2 separate regions of the Sus scrofa genome follow, and region 2 is linked to region 1. The links are chromatin contacts, called in public HiChIP or PLAC-seq maps. All regions are on one chromosome and are shown on one strand. Each heading gives the region's core, a stretch centred on a gene start, on an enhancer-like site or on the middle of the called end of the contact. The rest is flanking DNA. Distances are from core to core; before and after follow the strand shown.

Evidence for each region. HiChIP or PLAC-seq counts read pairs in DNA pulled down with a chosen protein or histone mark.
Region 2: an H3K27ac HiChIP or PLAC-seq map of alveolar macrophages shows a contact between it and region 1. The contact joins two enhancer-like sites. A contact is called at or near these places in 3 of 47 Hi-C or Micro-C datasets (embryonic fibroblasts, retroperitoneal adipose tissue and subcutaneous adipose tissue) and 1 of 2 datasets of contacts at active chromatin or transcription factors (alveolar macrophages).

What each region holds. Positions count from the first base shown.
Region 1 is chr6:28,025,959-28,033,490 of Sscrofa11.1, forward strand. LRRC36 (leucine-rich repeat-containing protein 36) reads left to right here. Exons shown (of 14, transcript XM_021094075.1): 9 at 3,452-3,617; 10 at 5,112-5,257; 11 at 7,106-7,229. Among named protein-coding and RNA genes, the nearest start is that of TPPP3, 21 kb to the right of the region's middle. Within about 2 kb of position 3,448, at least 1 of the 83 cell types and tissues checked has an H3K27ac peak or open chromatin away from gene starts, as enhancers often do. A contact at or near this core is called in alveolar macrophages, where this site is marked.
Region 2 is chr6:28,107,169-28,114,700 of Sscrofa11.1, forward strand. The region is part of intron 1 of ATP6V0D1 (V-type proton ATPase subunit d 1); the gene reads right to left. Among named protein-coding and RNA genes, the nearest start is that of ATP6V0D1, 21 kb to the right of the region's middle. Within about 2 kb of position 4,028, at least 16 of the 83 cell types and tissues checked have an H3K27ac peak or open chromatin away from gene starts, as enhancers often do. A contact at or near this core is called in alveolar macrophages, where this site is marked.

The DNA.
Region 1 (7,532 bases), core at 2,198-4,697:
ATAAAAAAGGAACCGTAAGTCTCAGGACATTCCTTCCTTTGAACCCATAGTCCTTTGTCATGTGAATCATTTGTCATTTGATCACTTACTGCCCTGTGAGAAAGCAGGGGATTTGGTCAAAAACAACTGTTTCTAGTTACTTATTTTTCAATTGTTAGAAATCTTTGCACATTAGCATGGGTTTTTAAGTTTTGTTTTGTTTTGTTTTAGGGCCTCACCTGCAGCATATGGAAGTTCCCAGGCTAGGGTTGAATCAGAACTGCACCTGCCGGCCAACATCACAGCCACAGTAACACAGTATCCAAGCCACATCTTCGATCTACACCACATCTGAGACCTACACCACAGCTCATGGCAACACCAGATCCTTAACCCACTGAGCAAGGCCAGGGATCAAACCCTCATCCTCATGGATACTAATTGGGTTTGTTACCTTTGAACCACAGCAGGAACTCCTGTTGTGTTGTTTTGTTTTGTTTTAATTACTTAATGAATTTTATTACATTTATAGGTGTACAACAATCATCACAACCAAATTTTTACAGCATTTCCATCCCAAACCTTCAGTGCATCACCCCACCCTGTTTCGTTTTGTTTTGTTTTTACCCTTTAAATATTTGATATTCAATTCTCAAAACTTTGGAGGTGGTTATAATTTTTGTGCACCAAAGGGGGCAGTCTTGTAATACTTTTTTGACATTTTGGTTCCTTTTGTTTTCCATTTTCAGCCACTGATGCCTATTTTTCCAGATAAGAGCACTAGATGTTAATGTATTTAGGGCAAAAGTACAGCAACACTTAGGATATTTGGATGATATATTAATAAAACATGTTCCAGGAAATTTTTTCATCTCTATTTCATGTTTTATCATTAAAATAGCAATTAAAATCTCAATGCACTTTTCTGGACTATCTTAAAAATTCCGATTTCTCTTCTCCTATTAGATACTATATTTCTTTATATGAAAATTTGTAAAAGAGCTGCCTGAATATAAATATAAAAGCAATACACTGTGCAGTTTCTAGGAAGGTTTAAGTCAGAGAAGCATTTTAAAAGTTAAAAAGAGGGAGTTCCCGTCGTGGCTCAGTGGTTAATGAATCCGACTAAGAACCATGAGGTTGCGGGTTCAATTCCTGGCCTTGCTCAGTGGGTTAAGGATCCGTCGTTGCCATGAGCTGTGGTGTACGTTGCAGACATGGCTCAGATCCCGCAATTCTATGGCTCAGGTATAGGCCGGCTGCTACAGCTCCGATTAGACCCCTAGCCTGGGAACCTCCATATGCCGAGGGAGCAGCCCAAGAAATGGCAAAAACAAAGCCAAAAAATAAAAGTTAAAAAAAAATGTGAGTTCTGACTGTGGCACAGTAGGTTATGAATCCAACTAGAGCAGCTCAGGTCACTGCAGAGGCTCGGGTTAGGTCCCTGGCTGATGCAGTGGGTTAAAGGATCCAGCAGTGTTGCTGCAGCTGCCACATAGGTTGCAGCTGCAGCTCAGATTCAATCCCTGCCCAGGAAATTCCTTATGCTGCAGGTGCAGCCATTAAAAAAAAAGAAATTATAGGAGATCCCCATTGTGGCTCAGTGGTTAATGAACCCAACTAGCATCCATGAGGATGCGAGTTTGATCCTGGCCTTACTCAGTGGGTTAAGGATCTGGCATTGCTGTGAGCTGTGGTGTAGGCAGGCAGCTACAGCTCCGATTCAACCCCTAGGCTGGGAACCTCCATATGCCGCAGGTGGCAGCCCCAAAAAGACAAAAGACAAAAGACAAAAAAAAAAAATATGAAAAATTCGGAGTTCTCGAAGTTCCTGCTGTAGCACAATGGGATTGGTGGCCCTCTGCACCCTGGAACACAGGCTTGATCCCTGGCCTGGCACAGCGGGTTAAGGATCCAGCTTTGTGTCAGACCTGATCCCTGGCCCGGTAACTCCATATGCAGTGGGGCAGACAAAAAAGAAAAAAAAGAAAGTTCTCTTGTGATGCAGTGGGTTAAAGATCTTAGTGTCACTGCAGTGGCTTGGGTCACTGCTGTGGCACAGATTCAGTCCTGGCCAGGGAACCTCCACATGCTGCAGGTGGGCCAAAAGAAAAGTCATAAAAAAATCATAAAAAAATAATCCCATGGAGTTCCCGTCATGGCTCAGTGGTTGACGGATCTGACTAGGAACCGACTAGGCTAGGGTTCAATCCCTGGCCTTTCTCAGTGGGTTAAGGATCCAGCGTTGCCGTGAGCTGTGATGTATGTCGCAGACATGGCTGGGATCTGCCGTTGCTGTGGCTCTGGCATAGGCTGGCAGCTACAGCTCCGACTAGACCCCTAGCCTGGGAACTTCCATATGCCGACAGAGCGGCCCTAGAAAAGGCAAAAAGACCAAAAAAAAAAAAACCAAAAAAAAACCCATGACAGAAAATTAAACCAAACATTAATTTATGATTAGAAAATTAATTTTTGACCATCTGACTTTGGAACTATAGACAAGTTATAAAAATTAACTTTTTAAAAATCCATGAGGATTTTTAAAAGCCTGCTGAAAATTAAAACTCATAAAAAGTAACAAAATTATCCCAAAGTTCATTAAAAAATTATCCCCCACTCTCACTAAATTGTGATAAATAAAAGAAAATATGTAAAGGCATATATGTTTCTAAGCTGCTCCATGATATATACACACAGTTACCAATACATGAAAAACCAATGACAGTAAATATTCATTTCTTACAAGATCCTCTAAAGTGGGCTTGTGGTGTAACAAGACTTTCTATGGCTTTTCTTCCTAATCAGGTTAACTTCTTAAAGGACCTTTTACTTTTTCATATGTTCACAATCCTTATATAGCCCTCTTAATGAACATGATTGGTGTGATTCTTACTGAATAAAAAGTCTTTACTACTGTGCCAACAATAACATTTATCTAACATTTTAAATGTTATAGGGCATTTATGTTCATTATATATTGATATACTAAATATAAGCTTATGAATTATAACTTTTATTAAATTACCCCCCCCTTTTTTTGGCCATGCTGTTCAGCAGCTTGATGTGGGGATCTTGGTGCTGCAGCAGTGACAGCACTGAATCCTAACCACTAGACCACCAGGGAACTCTCTCCATTTTATTTTATTATATATAACACCTTAAAAAATGTTCTACACTTTAATCGTCCCATATTATATAACATAATACATTGAGCCATAGACTTAGGTGTCAAAACATTTTTTGTTTCTTCTGAAAATATCTATAAAAATTGATAGAAGATACTGTTACCTTTGAAATTATCCTTTGTATATTATTGTATTTCCCTTAAACATAAGTAATATTCTATCAAATCCAAACTAAAAGATGAAGCCAATTTTTTTTGTAATGTCAATACTTTAAACGTCTGGATTCTTACTTCCCTTATTGTGTAAGAATGACAAATGATAATTGTTCCTTTTTTTTTTTCCTTGAGCCTCTCTCTAGTGACCTGGGCAGTTTATATGGTTTGCCAGGAAACCACAGTCCCCCGATCTCTACCAGAACCTCTCACGTGGCCACCGTTCTCAGACAGCTCCTGGAGCTTGTGGATAAGCACTGGAATGGCTCTGGCTCCCTTCTCCTCAACAAGAAGTTTCTCGGTAAGTGAATACATTCTTCCTGGAGAAGGGCTCAGACCTTGCTCTGCTCTGTGTTCCAATAATGGCCACTCAGCCCCCTTAACTTGCAGGGAAAATTGTTCTCATGATCACTTACCAAAATTTCTCAGCAACACAGTAATTGACAAACCTGCATTTCTCTAATAATCTTCTCCCTAGTTTTTTTTTTTTTCTGTCTTTTCTAGGACTGCACCCATGGTATATGGAGGTTCCCAGGGTAGAGGTCTAATCAGAGCTATAGCTGCCAGCCCATGCCACAGCCACAGCTATGTGGGATCCAAGCCGCATCTGCAACCTACACAATAGCTCATGGCAACGCCAGATCCTTAACCCACTGAGCGAGGCCAGGGATCGAACCCGCAACCTCATGGTTCCTAGTCGGATTTGTTTTTGCTGCGCCACGACGGGAACTCCTTTCCTGGTTTGTTTTTATCAGCACTTTTCCCTCATGCACCAATTGTCTTATTTCTCCTGTGGCTTTTTTTGGTTATCTTTGAGTAATATAAAGAGTGATGAGATGTAAAATGGAGCATGGTCATGTTAATAATTACAGAACGATTTTATAATCCTTGGGAAAGTACCAATAAAAATACAACAGAAATTGGGTTTGATTATTGGAGTTCTGAGATGCCTATTGAAATGTTTTGATTTGAAAAACTTGAATGACTGAATTATCTAGACTCTTTTTTTAGGGCTTCTTTTATAGGAACTTGGGGGTAAATGGTTTTGCAATATTGTCTCCATGTGCTTATTGTTTAATAGAAAAAGAATTCAAGGAGCTTTGGTAGTGGTAAAAATCTGAGTAAAAACTAGAAACTTTAAAGTGGTTTAGGCTTAGTTTTTTTTTTTGTTTGTTTGTTTTGTCTTTTTGCCATTTCTTGGGCCGCTCCCGCGGCATATGGAGGTTCCCAGGCTAGGGGTAGAATCGGAGCTGTAGCTGCCAGCCTACACCAGAGCCACAGCAACGCAGGATCTGAGCCGCGTCTGCGACCTACACCACAGCTCACGCAACGCCGGATCATTAACCCACTGAGCAAGGCCAGGGATCTAACCCGCAACCTCATGGTTCCTAGTCAGATTCGTTAACCACTGTGCCACTACGGGAACTCCAGATTTTTTTTTTTTTTTTTAATTTCTAAAGGACATTCAGGAGAAGTTTAGCCCAGCTACTTTCCTTCCCACATTGATCTTTTGCTCTTGTTTTGTAGGAAATTATCCCCAGGAGTTACTCAACAGTGATTAGAGAGTAGCACAGTATGTGTACTCATGAGGGTCTGCTGTTGTTTCTCCATAGATGTGGGATATAATTTTTTTTACCTCCATCATGAAACATCTCTTAGAGCCACTTACTAAATTCTTGTAAAAAGGAGATATTAGGTTACCCTATTTGTCCTACAGAACTGGTAGTTATTGGCTAGGAACTCTGTGCTTTAGCTTTTAAGATTGGCCTGTGTGCTCAACCTCAATTTTTGGCAGGTCCTGCCCGAGATCTGCTTCTGACTTTGGTAGTCCCTGCTCCTTCTCAGCAGTGGTGTCGCTCACATCCTGAAGACACATCAAAAGCCTTCCGCAGGAAGGAGATGGAACTGAAGGAGGCTGGGCAGCTCATCCCTAATGACATGGTATGCTGTCTTCATCTTCTTTTCCGACTCTTCCTTTATTAGAAAAGGACAGGGTAGCAAGACTTGAACAGCTATGTGCCATGTGGCATAAAGATCATCATCACCATGAACACCAAAATGTTTATGAACCAAAATGCAGAAAAGTCAGTCTGTGCAAATCAGGAACACAAAATTTGTGGGGACACTTTGGAGGTTCTGCAGGGATGACTCCCTAATCCAAAAATTCTAAGGAAAGGCTTATAATGGAAAATTTTTGTTTGTTTGTTTTTGGTCTTTTGTTGTTGCTGTTTTGTCTTTTTTTTTTTTTTTTCAGGGCTGCACCCACAGCATATGGAGGTTCCCAGGCCAGAGGTCAAATCAGAGCTGTAGCCGCTTGCCTACACCACAGCTACACCAGATCAAGCCAGTCTGCAGCCTACACCACAGCTCACAGCAACACCAGATCCTTAACCCACTGAGTGAAGCCAGGGATCAAACCTGTGTCTTCATGGATACTAGTCACATTTGTTTCTGCTGAGCCACAACAGGAACTCCATAATGGAAGAATTTTTTAAAAGACTCTAGAGTGAAAATATTTAGGACCATATTCTTTTTTTTTTTTTTTTTTTTTTTTTGTCTTTTTGCCATTTCTTGGGCCGCTCCCACGGCATATGGAAGTTCCCAGGCTAGGGGTAGAATCAGAGCTGTAGCTGCCGGCCTACGCCAGAGCCACAGCAACTCGGGATCCGAGCCGTGTCTGCAACCTACACAATAGCTCATGGCAACGCCAGATCCTTAACCCACTAAGCAAGGGCAGGGACCGAACCCGAAACCTCATGGTTCCTAGTCGGGTTTGTTAACCACTGTGCCACGACGGGAACTCCAGGACCATATTCTTAAAGGTTATGGTTTGATTCTGATGAGGGAAGTTAGATGTCTCTGAGATTGTCTTTCCTCCCTTCCGATGGAGCAGAGAGCCTTAAACCACGGGCCATTCCTAGAGCATCAGGCTGCTGGCTTTGGGAGGGAAAGAAGGGACTCATATCCTTAGGCTTTTTACACTTCTTTTCTTTCTTTCTTTTTTTTTTTTTTTTTCCCCCTTTTTAGGGCCACACTCGCATGGAAGTTCCCAGACTAGGGGTCAAATCAGAGCTGTAGCCCCTGGCCTACATGACAGCCACAGCAATGTGGGATCCATGCTGATTCTGTGACCTACACCACAGCTTGCAGCAACTCTGGATCCTCAACCCACTGAGCAAGGCCAGGGATCAAACCCGAGTCCTCATGGATACTAGTCTTGTTCGTCACCGCTGAGCCATAACAGGAACTCCTACCCTCCTTTCTTAACATTAGAGGATTTTCAGACATCAAGTTCAGTTTCTAGAAACTTTAGATAGGTGATTCAGACAAGCTGGCCACTTGTCAAAATGACCAGTTGTTCTGTAAGAGCAGTGGATAACTCACAGGAAAGATTACAATTACATGTGATAAATTTGTTTGCTACACTTGAGCTAAATTCACCAATGAATTAAAATTCTAGTGAGAGGAGTTCCTATTGGGTCATTAGTAACAAACCCGACTAATATCCATGAGGACTCGGGTTTAATCCCTGGCCTCACTCAGTGTGTTAAGGATCCGGTGTTGCTATGAGCTGTAGTGTAGGTCGCAAAAGTGGCTTGGATCTGGGGTTGTTGTGGCTGTGGCATAGGCTGGCAGCTGTAGCTCTAATTTGACCCCTGGCCTGGGAACTTCCATATGCCATGGGTGGGGCCCTAAAAAAAAAGACAAAAATTCTAGTGAGAGAGATGCTGACCTCCATTCAGAATTTTTCATTTTTAGTGTGTTTGTGTTTTGTTTTCTAATATAAAGGAAAGTTTGAAGCAGAAACTGGTCAGAGTGTTGGAGGAAAACCTCATTTTGTCAGAAAAAATCCAGCACTTAGAGGAAGGTACTGCCACCTCAGTTGTGAGTGGGCACCAGTCCCACAGTTATGGTAAGTTCAGGAAAACGTGTGTGGTGTGTCCCAAGACAACCTTTTGTTTATAGATCACCCATTTAATAAGCTTCGTCATCCAGAGTTCTCATGGCTTCTGAAATGGAAACCATCTTACCTCACAGAGTAGTAATGCAGGTAGCTTGAGTTACCAGAGCAAAAGAGTTTACTCTTTCATCAGTGTAAAGCATTTGCAAATGTTGTTATTATTGTCATTATTTTTGAGAAGGACACTTGTTTTTTCTTATTATAGCAGACAATGGTATTATTTACAGAAAGTTTGAAAAATATAAGGAAAGCATA
Region 2 (7,532 bases), core at 2,778-5,277, 82 kb after region 1:
AGTGCACAAGTTTTTTAAAAAGAAACAAAACTGGTCAGCTCTGAGAGACTATTAACACCCCTGAAGTGGTTTTTGTGGGTGTGAAAACAAATGGTGAAACTATGAACTGGTCCCTCTTATCTTCATAATGAAACTAAGTCTACTTAATTTATCAAGTCATATGTCATAATGCTCTGATTTTACCTGCTGATAAGCATCGCAATGCTTGAAAAAAAACTAGCGGACAGGGAGTTCTGGCCTGGGTACAGCAGGTGCTCTAGTCCCCACTAGGGGAAGCCGCAGGGCAGACAGCCGCTGGAAGCCGGGATGTAGTGTTCTGGGTCAGATGGTCAGCCCAAACCTGTTTCTCTGTCCAGCCACTGAGGCCAGCACAAAGCCCTTCTCAGGCAGTGGGACTCCTTCCTTTCCAAGATACAACTGGGGCTCAGAAGCCAGACCAAATGCAAAGGGCCAAAACCAGGCCTAAATCTAGTCCTCATGGCAGGTACGCTCATGCTAGAGGCCCCACCGTTCTCCGGGACAGTGTGTTCAGGTCCTGGACCCCAGTGCAACTTCCTGATTCCTACCCTCCAAAGGATCCAGGGGTCAGGCCTCCCCCAGGCCTCCTTGCACGTGCTACCAGGAGGCTTCCCAAGTGCCAGGCTGTCACTGCCACCGTAGCTGCCCGAGTTTTCCAGCAGTGGGAACGTCTCCCCCCAGGCTCACCTTTACTCCACACAGCCGCCCTCCAGGGAAAGGCTCTCTCCACAACTCCCCCACCGCCAAGCACCCTCTCCCCACTCCAGGCTCTATCAACTCCACCCAATACCTGGCACTGGGCAGGGGGGGAGTCAGCACCCCAACATAATGGGGAGCCAAGACCCCCTCTTACTGGAAATTACAGGGCCCTGCTGAGTACTCAGCCCTTTGCCAGGAGCAACCTGTGTGCTGGACCTCCCAGCAAGCCCATTTCACAGACTCAGAAAAGGGAAATTAGAGGGAGCATGAAAAGTGTCCAAGGGTCCCGCATTCAAGTGTAGAGGGGCCACAATGTGGATCAGGCCTGGTGGATTCCCATAATCTCCAACTCTGTTCTCCTCTCCTCTCCTCCCCCACCCCCTACATTTTTTTTTTTTTTTTTGCTTTGCTTTTCTTTTTTTAATGCTGCACCTGTGGCATATGGAGGTTCCCAAGCTATGGGTCGAATTGGACCTACAGCTGCCAGCCTACATCACAGCCACAGCAACACTGGATACGAGCTGCATCTGTGACCTTTACCACAGCTCACGGCAATGCAGGATCCTTAACCTGCTGATCCCTCGCCAGGGATCGAACCCGTGCATTCTCATGGATAGTAGTTGGGTTTGTTACCACTGAGCCACAACGGGAACTCCCCGGCTACACTTCTGACCATTTTCCCATGGCCCTTGGCCAGGATGGGGCTCTCAAACATGGACCCAACTGCCCAGGCAGACTTTAGCCCCAGAAGAGTTGGCAGGTGGCAGAGAGGTGAGAGGGGCCAGGGCAGGCCCCCTCCACAACTTCAGAGGCAACCTGGACACTCACTGCCCTCCTGACAGAGGTCCTAGACTTGTCATGACTCATAGACAACCCCTGTGGCATCACTTACAGTGCCAGGCATTCCTAGAGAAGCTAGTGCGTGTGAATGAGAGGGGCAAAGCTGACGAATGGGCTCCCCTTTGCACGCCCACGCCCCTGGGACCTAGCGTGGGCCTTAAAGCAAACATCCCTGCGCCTTGGCTGCTGCTTTCTGCTGACACTGCATCTGGGGACTTGGCTGCCGGAACACAGACGGCTGGGTGGTTTCTGCTGGCGTTTGTCGGATCAGAGCAAACCCGGGAGACTCTACTGAGAATCCTGCCCAAGGCCTAAGGAGTCTTCCTTACCGGGAAACTCATTTTTAACTGCCCCCAGTGACAACTTCAAAGGGCCATTCCAGACCACTTTCCCTGGCCAAGCCTTACTTCTCCCTGTGACCCAGGGAGAGGGGACAGCCCACCAGCCAAGTAGGCGACTTGGAGGCAGGCAAGCTAGCCGATCCCTCAGCTCTGACCACACAGGGCTTCTGAACCAGCTCTGACCCTGTTTGAGAAACCTGGCGCCCAGTCCCAGTGGCTGGCAGCCCCCAAGCCCTTTACACAGTCCTCAGGGCTGGGGCAGGCCCATGAGAAGCCACCTCCCTCCCCTCCAGCTTCCTATTCTCTCTGAGGGATGTGGAGGAGGTGTGACTGGGGGTGGGATCAGAGCACAGGACCGGAGGCCTGGAACTTGTTGAGAGCTTTGTGGGAGACTCGGCCACCCAGCCCTGGCCCAGCCCCTGAGGGCAGCCAAGGACGCCAGGGGCTCTGGGAAGGCAGGGGCTAATTCTGCTCTGCTCCCTGAGCTCAGCAGCCTGAAAGCTTCGGTGACAGCCCCTGAGAGCCCCAGACGTGCCTGGGCGGAGGCCTGAGCAGTGATCTGGTTAGCACAGACTCGGGGGACTGTGCTGGTCTACCCACAAGCCCAGCTGTCTACCCTAAATCCCCCCATCCGTGGCCCAGCACCAGGAATGTCTAGCCAGCTTGGGATCTCTCACAGCAAAAGACTTCTCAGAGGCTGATTTCTCACATCCAAGAAGATGCTGCTCCTGTAAGTTGTCTCTGCAGTCTGACCTAAACCCTTCCTCAGAGGAAACTCAGCGACTCAGTTTCCCAGTGCCTCCAGCCTCCCCTGAGGGCCTTGGGCCTGCTCCTCAGGACCCCTCAACCCCACCCAGGACCTTCCCAGACCCCTGCTTCTTCCCAGTGTTGCCTGTCTCAAGGTTTCTGGTGACTATGCCCCCAACTCCACCTCCCGGGGCCGCCCAGCCTCCTCACCCCCACTGTGCTCTTTTGCTGGCCTCCTGTCCCACATCTTGGCTCCCTGCTCCCAAGTCCACTCTCCACACTGTCACCAGAGTGAAGTCCTCCAACTCCAAGGTGTCTCTGTCCCCTTTACCCAGCAGCCCCTGCAGCCCCAGGGCTGGAGCCTGGCCTCCTACTCACAGCCTGTGAGGCTCCATACCCTCAGCCCTAGCACTGCCTCAGCCTTAGCCTTTGACTCTGCCCTACCAGTGCCATTCTCTGCCTAGGGTGACCTGTCTGTGACCCCTGCAAGGGACCCAGGCAAGGCCATGGCGTGCCCTAGAGAGAAACCCTTGAAGTCCATGAAACAGGGCTGCTTCCCCTGCCCCGGCCAGAGAGGCTGGGTTGGGAGGGCACACCCCCAGCCAGGAAAGTGAGCACCCTGCCTTCCGTCTACCACAGGGCACCCCTGTCCACCCTGAGGTGGTCTCTTTCAAAGACCACTGCCCCAGCCCCAGCAGGACCTAGCTGAGCTCTCTGAAGGCGCCTGGGCAGGGTGCAGCCCAGCACACCCGCCTGGCATGGCTGTTCCTGCCAGGGCTCACAGGGCCACACCAGACTCAAGCTGGCCCCATAGCTGCACCTGTCCTTCCAATGCCTGCCTACCCCCAACCCAAGTCTTCTGGGCCAGGACCTCTCAGCAGCAGAACCTTGGCCCCAGCTAGCCCTTCTTATTACCACCCTTGCCCCAGGTTAGCAGGAGGGCATGGGGACCCCTAGCCTGTCCAATGCTCTTTGTTCTCTGAGGAACAAAGTATGGGCTTGGCAACCAGCTCCAGCCAGGCTGTGACAGGTGACAGCTGGACAAGCCTGCCTCCCATCCACTTCCTGAAGCCATTCCTGGATCCTGCCAGCCCTAAAAGTGATTTTTAAGCCCCATCAGGGCTTCCAGAAGCAGGCAGCACACGGCCTCTCCAGTCCCCAGGCTTCTGCAGCCTCTCCCCAAAGGCCCCAGGACAGCAGGAAGGGAGGGTCTTGGCCCATGCCAGGGGTTGATGCCACGCTGCCCCAGGGGCCCAGCAGGCATGGAGGCAGCTCCTGGCACAGCACACTAGGTGGGACGGCCCCCTGCTCTAGACGCACCCGTGGCCTCATGGCCCATGGAGGGGCCCTGCTGGCCAGCTGGCCACGGCAGAGTGTGAGAGGACAGTGTGTTCCCAGACTTCACTTCTGCTTTTCCAGAGGTCACTCAACGATGCTCTCCTGGGGAGCTGAGGGGTTTTTAGGAATTGAGGCCTGCTGAGTGAAACCAGATGTGCAAATACGCTCCCTAGAGCCTAGCGTGCCCATCCTGCCACTCCCTGCCATGGCAGCAGCACCCTGGATCTGTTCTGCCACTTCCCTGGGCCCATCTGAGGAGGCTGCTTTGAAGGGACTCTTCTTCCAGTGCTCATTCTACCCTAGAGCCTCTTTAATGCTGCAACTTCCAGAGACTCAAAGTAGGGAAATTCAGACAGACGGACAGATGTGGACAGATGTGCAGGCTGGCAGCCCAGTGGAGCCACTGCCCCTCCTCCCCCTGCCAGCGTACTATGTCTGTTTCCTCCTCAGACTCTGGGGGTGGAGGAGACCTCTTTTCTTCATATCAGCTCCAGAGCAGATATATGCACTGGCTGGCTGGCTCTGCAGGGTCAAACGCCACATCTGGAACTCCCAGTTTGGGAGCCACAGCATGGAAACCATTAACCCTGGGTTTACCTGGGAACTGCAGCACAAATTAAGCATCCTCCTCGCCTCCAGGGCCTATCACAGGCTCCCTGCAAACTTCACCTGAGTAACCCTAGGTTCCAACTCTTCCTATCAAACGCAAGCTCATCCTCCCCTCCCTCAGGTACCACCCAGCATTTCCCATCCAGAGCCTTGGCACTGCCCTTGCCCCAAACTGAGATGTCCATGGTCTCAGTACAGATTCATGCACAGCCACAGCCCCCTTGTGCAGCCTCATTTTGCCAGATCACTGGTTTCAGCCCCTTAAGGGGGCTGAGTGGAGCAGGGGAGAGAGACTCTGGGCTTTGGGGCCACAGTCATCTGAGTTCAAATCCCGTCCCACAGCTTGGCCCTGACCAGCTGGTAGAATCTCTCTGGACCCAGGCTCTTGGCTGGTTGCCTGGTAAAAGGCCCTGCAGTGCCAGCCTCCCAGGGCAGCCACCCCAGATACTGAACAGAGGAAGTGTTACACAGAGGAAACTAAGCACAGCACACCGGTCTCTCTCCTGGCGAAGGGGAGCCCACCTGGAGCTCCCCAACTGACAAGCTCAGCCCCAGTGGGGTGGTCTGTGTTCTTCTCCAGGCTTCTGTTTAGGCATTCCCCCCAGCCCCAGCTCTCCACAGGGTACCCCTGTGCTTCCTGCCATGGCCCCGACGCTTCCCCAGGGCTCTGGTATGTCCTCTCCTGGTCACAGAGGCTGTGGGGGCCCTAGTGCAGCACGTGCATGCACACACATGGCTCTCCACACTGCTGTCTGTTGCAGAAGGACAAGTAGAGTGGGCTCAAAATCTGGGACTCCTGTCCTTAAGCCCATGTCTTACCTCACCTACCAGCAGGATCATATAGAGCTTTGGCCCAGAATGACCCCAGGGACCGGGACAGAGGCTAAGACCCAACTCTGCACCATCTGCCACACGGTGAGCTACTGCCCTGGGGCCCTCGGGAACAGGCAGGAGCTGGTGCGGCCAAGGGCAGCTCTTGCTCCATGGGAAGCCCCGGGGCTGGCGGGCCAGCGGTCTTGGGAAGAACCTGGAGTCTACTGCTGGCACAGCCACATGCAAGTTACTGGGTTTCAGTTGGCGTGAGGTAGAGAGCCTGCAGGGAAAGGACAGCAAGTTCTCCTCGGTCCCTAGACCAGCATCTTGTTTCATCCTGGAGGTCTTTCAGTGAGGTGTGGCATTCACAGCAGGGGGATGGGACTGATCCACAGAGGTGGCCCAGCTGATATTGGGATAGGGGACACCACCCACCAGCATATCAGATACAGGATCTGATAAGCAGGAGTGTCACTCCCCTTGTCTAGGAGGCAGCAGGATGTCTGACTCAGGTTCACCACCCCTCTCTGTGCTCCGAGACAGGTGGCAGGTGGTGGCAGAAGCACATTTAATTACCCTCATGCTCTCAGGAACACCTCGTCCCTGTAGCTCGGAGAATGAAAGCATCACTCACAGCCCATGAGGAAGTCAATCCATCCGACAGTCAGAGGGGTGCCAGGCAGGTAGACAGTCCCATATGCCAAGGGAGGGGCAGAACTGGTTACTGCTGCACCCAGGGCAAGTTCCAAGAAGTTCTCCTCTGACCAAGTGGAGATCTGCTTGGAGAGCCCCTCACCAGGACATCCCCACCCAGGGCCCAAAGGTATTGGCATGTCCCAGGAGACACACAGGGCTTGGAGGGCAGCTTCCCCTGCTCCCCCTCCACAGCCCAGGCTGAGAATCGAGCAAGCCAGCCTCACCCTGAGAGGCAGGGGCCACACCCCCGCTGCTACCCTGTACTTTGACCCTGAGCAAATTTTCTTTTCTAGGCTTGCCACCCCCACTTATAGAGCCTACATGCTGGAGTGGATCTGGAGTTGGGAAGGAAGAGCTTCTTTTCATTTTGCTAAAGATCTAAGTCTGCCTGGGTATTGAATGAGAAGAGGTATGATGTGGCCAGGTGCCAGGCAGCCCAGGAAAGGCCAGCTGTGGCAGGCAGCTTCTCAAAAGCTGGCTGATGCCCATGTCTGGCTCCCGGGGCCACTGGCCCACACCATCTGAGCAATCCTCTCTGCCCTTGATGCTGGGCTTCTCTTCCACATGCACAGTCCCCTGGAGGAAGAACACTAAGAAAAGCTAGAGCTCACTTCAATTGAAGGAAAGCAGTTTTAGGGCCCCCAGAGGCTGCTATTCCCAGTGAGATTAAGCCAGGTGAGGCTGGATCCTGGCTGGAGCATCTTGCCAGCTCCAGAGTACCTAGAATGAAAGCCATGGAAATACTCATTGTGCTTCGACCTAGGCCCTATGGATGGGCTCCCAGCATCAGGCCTCATTTGGGGCTGTGAGCCATCCTATTTTCAGCGTGAAGCTCCATTCTCTGCAGCTCACTGAAACAAGACCAAAAAACATGGGCCAGGAGCAGAGTCAATCCATTCCATATCCACGCCTAGTAGAGCCAAGAGGCTTGGGCCAGGCAGGAAGTGGCAGGAGCGGTAACATCCAAGCTGGCCTTGTAAAGCACCCTCGACCCCTTCACCTCACCTGCTCAAGGAGCTGATGGGGCCCATGCAGGGGACGCAGTAATGCACCAGACTGAACGTGATCAGCGCCAGGCCAGCCCCTGGGAGAGAGGCAGTCGCCTGCTTGGGGAGACTCACAGCAGATGCTAGGTCCAAATGATGGAAGCCAATGGAAGAATGGGGGTGACAGGGAGGCATGGAGCCTGGGCCAGGCCTGAGGGACAACATTCCAGGACCCTCATTTTTCCCAGGCCTTGCCACATGACATCAAGCTTGGAGATTCAAGTGCTGAGGGTGGGGGGAAATGAGTGAGCTACAACCTAAGACCTGGCAGCCTTGGGCCCTGTGTGCTAGATCATGGGTCACAACTCACCCACATTCCTTGACTCCCAACCCTTAATTTCCAAGCTAGATACCATGTGGTAAGGCCATGGGAATGGCAGGGGAT